Linked DNA regions of Mus musculus: region 1 is linked to region 2. A link is a contact called in public Hi-C data. All regions are on one chromosome and are shown on one strand. Each heading gives the region's core, a stretch centred on a gene start, on an enhancer-like site or on the middle of the called end of the contact. The rest is flanking DNA. Distances are from core to core; before and after follow the strand shown.

Region 1 (2,700 bases), core at 22-2,521, 180 kb before region 2:
CCAGCAACCTATCCATGTGTCTAACCACCTACCTACCCACCCACTCACCCACCTATCCATCCATCCATCCATCCATCCATCCATCCATCCATCCATCCATCCATCTATTCATACATTCACCTATCCACTCGGCTACCAGTTTATCTACCTATGTACCCACCTGTCCACCCTGCTCACCCACCCACCTATCTATCCATCCACCCATCCACTCTTCCATCTATCCATCCACCAATCTGTCCATTCACCTGTTCATACACGCCTACCCACTACCAGTTCAGCTACCTATCCACCCCACTCACCCAGTCACTTATCCACTACCCATCTAAAAAGCATCACAGACGGCATTCTTTAAAAATGTACAATGGACCAGTTATAGCCTCAGACTTAATACAAAACAAATTGGCAGATGACCCTAAAAAAAATAATAATAATAAATGCTCTTACAAGTGAGATACACCAAGTGTCTAATAGTGGTATTGGACAATCTTGAAATGCACATAAAGGAAAATGGGGCTGACTAAGAAAGCATTACTTTAGAGTGTGGGGACAGAGCTGTATCTTAAAGGATAACTGAAGTAGTACTGAGGCAAAGGAAAGGGGAAAATTGAGTAGAGGAGCCATGAAGAGGGAAGTAAGGAAAAGACGGACAGAAAATTGAAGTCCCAAAGTAGAGCAGCTAGGTGGAGTGAAGTATCTGAGAAGCAGGGAATGGGGAAGGTGGGAAGGCTGGTTGGTGCCAGACCCTGGAAAAGAGCACGGTTAAGTCAGTTAATCCAGTGTGGAGCAATGAGGCAGGGAGGGCTCCTGAGGCCCCATTCTCAGCCGAGGGGCAGATGGCTGGCTGCTGATACATTCAGGGGGAGGGAGAGTCAACTTTCTTTGGGGTTGTAGCCATGGGTAGGCTGCTCACACATATGGGCAGAACTAGTTAGAGAGAGAGAGAGAGAGAGAGAGAGAGAGAGGAAAAGACAGACAGACGGACCTAAAATTTCGAAGAAGTTGTGTTGAGGGAAGGCCAAGGGGAGTTGCAGGGAAGGAGTGGGAGGTAGATATATTGGATACATGTATGACATTTCCAAAGAGTATAAGAAATACAAACAGAAGAGCCTGGACTATAAAACTGGGGAACATAAAGCAGTAAGCTTCCCATCCTGGGACTGGAGACTTGAAGCCTCTCCCTGGCAGGGAGAGGCATCATGGAGGAAGTGCATCATGGTGTAGTATGTGGAGTGTTTGCCTTTTCTCTTAACCAAGTCACAGACCTTTCAGTGAGGCTTCAGTGGGTTCTGCTGTGTGTCTAATCAAGGAACCATGGACAGGCGCTAGTTATGATATCCCAGTTCTTTCAAAAAGGGAAGGAAACGTAGGCCTTTGCTTAGGGGACTGCATCTTAGTCGTGTCCGAACAGTAACTTCATGCGCAAAGCAAGTGAATTATCACCGTAATTAAAGTTTTCAACACACATCCCTGAAATTAGACATCTAGAAAAACAAAGCCAGTGTGCAGCTTGTTGAATTGGTAGATAGTAAATAACATTACAGTCACTCCACAAATGAAGAAGTGGAACAGCTGCCTGCACATGTAACTCTGTCTGTCCCAACTGTAACAAGTCCCCTTCTCTGAAAATAACTACTTTTTAATGACCCGCGTCTTACACTGGTCTATGGCTTTATCAGCTGTGGACATTACCTCATCCTCTAGTCTTGCTCGTGTATATGATTTTTAAATGTTATAGATCTTTTCAAGTCTATGGCTCCCCCTTCTTCATTGCCTTTAAAAACAATTACATGTATGTCATTACATGTATGAATGTACTTTATGTGTACAGACCTCAGAGGACAACTTCTAACTTTTCACCATGTATGTCCTTGGGATATATAACTACAGGTGCTCCGGCTTAGTGGCAGTGCGTCTACCCTTGAATCCTATCTCTGCCTGGGCTGGTTACATTTTTTGTTAACTTGATGCAGGCAAGGGTCACCTGGAAAGAGATTGAGAAATGCCTCCATAAGACTGTTCTGTAGACAAGTCCGTGAGGCATTTTCTTGATGGAAGAGGGTTCAGTCCACTGTGGGGTTGTACTATCCACATGTAGGTGGTCCTGGGTTCTCTAAAACCTAAATGGAGCAAGCCACTGGGAGCAAGTCAGTAGGCAGCATTCTCCCATGGCCTCTGATGAGCTCAACGGTGGGTACACAACAGAAACCAGTGACTATCCATCTCCTGGGCATCCATCAGTAACCAGTAGTTCAGCTCGGAGATGCAGGTCCCCATAACCCTATAAGTCCTTTCCCATTAATGATTGAGTATGGGGCTGGAGAGATGCCTCAGTGGTTAAGAGCACTGACTGCTCTTCCGGATGTTCTGATTTCAATTCCCAGCAACCACATAGTGGCTCACAACCATCTGTAATGGGATTTGATGCACTCTTTAGGTGTGTCCGAAGACAGCTACAATGTACTCATATAACATAATAAATAAATAAATAAATAAATAAATAAATAAATAAATCTTAAACAAAATGAGTATGGATGGGCTCAGTCTTGTACAGGTTCAATATAGACAGCTGCAGTGGATCTCATGACTGCACTATTGTGGCACTTTTAATCTTTATTTATTTATTTGTTTGCTTGCTTGGTTTTTCGAGACAGGGTTTCTCTGTATAGCCCTCGCTGTCCTGGAACTCACTCTGTAGACCAG
Region 2 (2,718 bases), core at 132-2,631:
TAAGAGAAGGGGTCAAGACTGTCCTGTAAATTGGTCATAGAACCAAATTCGAAGGGTTTTTGATGCTCATTTTATTGAGCTATGTACCCAGGCAGACTTTGAACTCATTACCCTCTAGCTCTAGCCTCCTAAGTGCTGCTGTTGCAGGTATGTATCTCTTTGCTCATCTAAAATCCAATATTTTGATTTTTCTTTTCATCATCCTCTCTACTTGCTTACATTAAACTGGGAGATACCATTGCTTTGATCTTCTGTTCTCTTTCTTTTTTATAACTGCAGCATCTCTGAAGCTAACCTCATATCACCATGACTTCTACCATTTGATTTGTCTTTGGGGAACTCTGTGCTATTCAATCCTGGGCTATCAGCATTTGCCTACTGTTTTGGATCATGATGATAGATATCAGCAATAGTAACAGATGCCCCTCTTCATGCTACCATCATCAGTACCTGGAGTCTCAAGACCCAGCAGAAACATCCAACAAACATGTCCTCTCTTCAGACTATCTCATTGCATGCATCTCCAGTTCTGAAAACTGTGAATCTGCTTGGGACCTATAAACCAGTCATATAACCTTGGGCAAATTGCTTCCATTTGGGGATCATTGTTTTTCTATTGTAAAAGTAGAAAAAGTTGATTAAATTATTAATAGAAGAGTGATAGATCCCCACAAAGTTATGGAATAAATTTAACAATTATCAACTCTGAATGGTGCCCTCTGGGGCTGGGTGGGGCTAGGGTCTTTATTTTTATAATTTCCAAATTGAAATCAGAATTATCATAAAATTGGTGGAATAATGAAAAAGCTATTTCCCAGAGTAGGCCTCCATGAAGTGACAGGGATGTAGCAACCATGGGGAATGGGCTAGGAGGAAGCCTGAGACTCTTCCTTGGTGTCTTAGTCCTGGGAGGGACAGTATGCTCATCAAGATTCTGATTAAGTAGGGATTGCCAACGGCACTCTTTGTAACCAGGCAAACAAGACCTAAAACAAAAATCTATCAAGATTTAATCACATTGCTCTATCCGCATGACCTAACCTCTGAGTGCTCGTGAGAACACTTTCCTTTGTTTTCAGGCCCTAAAGCACGTGCCTCGGTGGGAGCTATGGTCCCTTCTGAGTTGTCACTTGTGTGGCAGAAGCAAAGATTACTTTTCAGTCCCCTTTGACTCTCTGAATTAACATGAAATTGAAGAGGGTAGGCTGGGGAGAGAACAGAAAGAAAGAAGGACAGAGATGGGAGGCAAATAGAAGAGTGTGGCTCACTTTCCAGGTAGTGAACAAAGCAAAAAGTGCCCACCCCACTCAACCCAGCTGGTCCTTCTGCTAGGTCTCTGAAACAGCTTTCTAGAAAGAGGGCTTTATGGTCTGGCTCCCTGCCAGAAAGCTGATTATTTCAGACTCTAGCAGGTGTCTTCCCCTCCCACAAACACATACTTCCTTCTATGTCTATGGTCCTTTGTAGTCTCCACCACCAAATCAATGCCAATGTGAGGATGGTAGCACCTGACTGTGTAACCAACAAGCAACATAGATGCTCCTGTTCCAGTTCATAAGGAAGTGTTGATGTGTTCTGCTGTCATGTCCAACACATGTATTTTGCAGAAACGTGGGTAAACCTTGTCTAAGGGTTGCCTCCCTATCCACGGTCAAGGGATGATAAGATGCTATGAGATCTAAGAAGGGAAGTGTTAGGAGGGGCTTCTGTTGGACTCTAGCTTGTTTAAAAGCAGATTTGGAGTCTAAGAAGCGGGGTGGGAAGGCCAGTGGAGAAGGGATCAGACCTTTCCCTCTCTGAATGCTCACTCTCCTCCTTGGATATTCTCATCTCACATCCTTCCCCTGACTGGTCCTGAAATCTGCAGGGAAACTCAGGAATTTTCCTGTGAAGATGAAGTGAGGCTTAAACAATATGTCTGTAAAAGAGAGTTTGGATGCTGCCATAGGGTGCCTTATAACCAAGGAAAGGTCTGACTCTCAACACTGTAGAATTGAAGAATGTTCATGAGTCACCTTAGAGGCTTCCTTCCCTTCCCTTCTCTTCCCTTCCCTTCCCTTCCCTTCCCTTCCCTTCCCTTCCCTTCCCTCCCCTCCCCTCCCCCCTCCCCTCCCCTCCCCTCCCCTCCCCTCCCCTCCCCTCCCCTCCCCTCCCCTCCCCTTCCTCCTCTTATGTCTTTCTTATCCCCTTCTTGGTTAAACTGAGATCATATTTGTTTCCTATCTTTTAAATAGCATTTTTTGATGATGAATTGAAGTGGTATTTGTTCTGAATAAGAAAACAGATTAAAATCCAGAAAGGCAGAAGAGATTTCCAGTCAAAGAACAGCCGTGACTAATAGTGATTGCTATGAGTGTTTGCCCTATTTCTCTTAACAGTCACAGGAGATGGGTACTGTCCACATAGGTCTTCTGCACATGGAAACATTAGAACTGAGAGAGGTTCTCTAATTTGCCAATGCCACGTGGATCATAAGCAGTGTGAATGCAGAGTCCACACTCTCAAGATGCTTTACTCTCTTTGGCTGTGTAAGAGTCAGGATCACCTATCAAGGGATGGGGGTGGGAGATAGCAACCAAGAGGATATGCTCTCCAAGTACATGGTCTAAGCTTTGGGCAGATACATAGCATAGGTAATTTATCTATTTCTATAATTAATCTCTTTGCCCATAGCCCCAGAAGCCTGACTTACACAGAGGTGAATTGTATTAATGGTTT

Evidence for each region. A called contact is a pair of places that touch in the nucleus more often than the background predicts.
Region 1: a contact with region 2 is called in a Hi-C map of the C2C12 cell line, with 3 times the contacts expected there. The contact joins two enhancer-like sites. A contact is called at or near these places in 2 of 15 datasets of contacts at CTCF or cohesin (large pre-B cells and pro-B cells), 3 of 484 Hi-C or Micro-C datasets (the C2C12 cell line, embryonic stem cells and pre-B cells) and 1 of 115 datasets of contacts at active chromatin or transcription factors (large pre-B cells).

What each region holds. Positions count from the first base shown.
Region 1 is chr11:45,530,117-45,532,816 of GRCm38.p6, reverse strand. No RefSeq gene overlaps it. Among named protein-coding and RNA genes, the nearest start is that of Gm22284, 110 kb to the left of the region's middle. Within about 2 kb of position 1,271, at least 6 of the 459 cell types and tissues checked have an H3K27ac peak or open chromatin away from gene starts, as enhancers often do.
Region 2 is chr11:45,348,189-45,350,906 of GRCm38.p6, reverse strand. No RefSeq gene overlaps it. Among named protein-coding and RNA genes, the nearest start is that of Gm12159, 230 kb to the right of the region's middle. Within about 2 kb of position 1,381, at least 6 of the 459 cell types and tissues checked have an H3K27ac peak or open chromatin away from gene starts, as enhancers often do.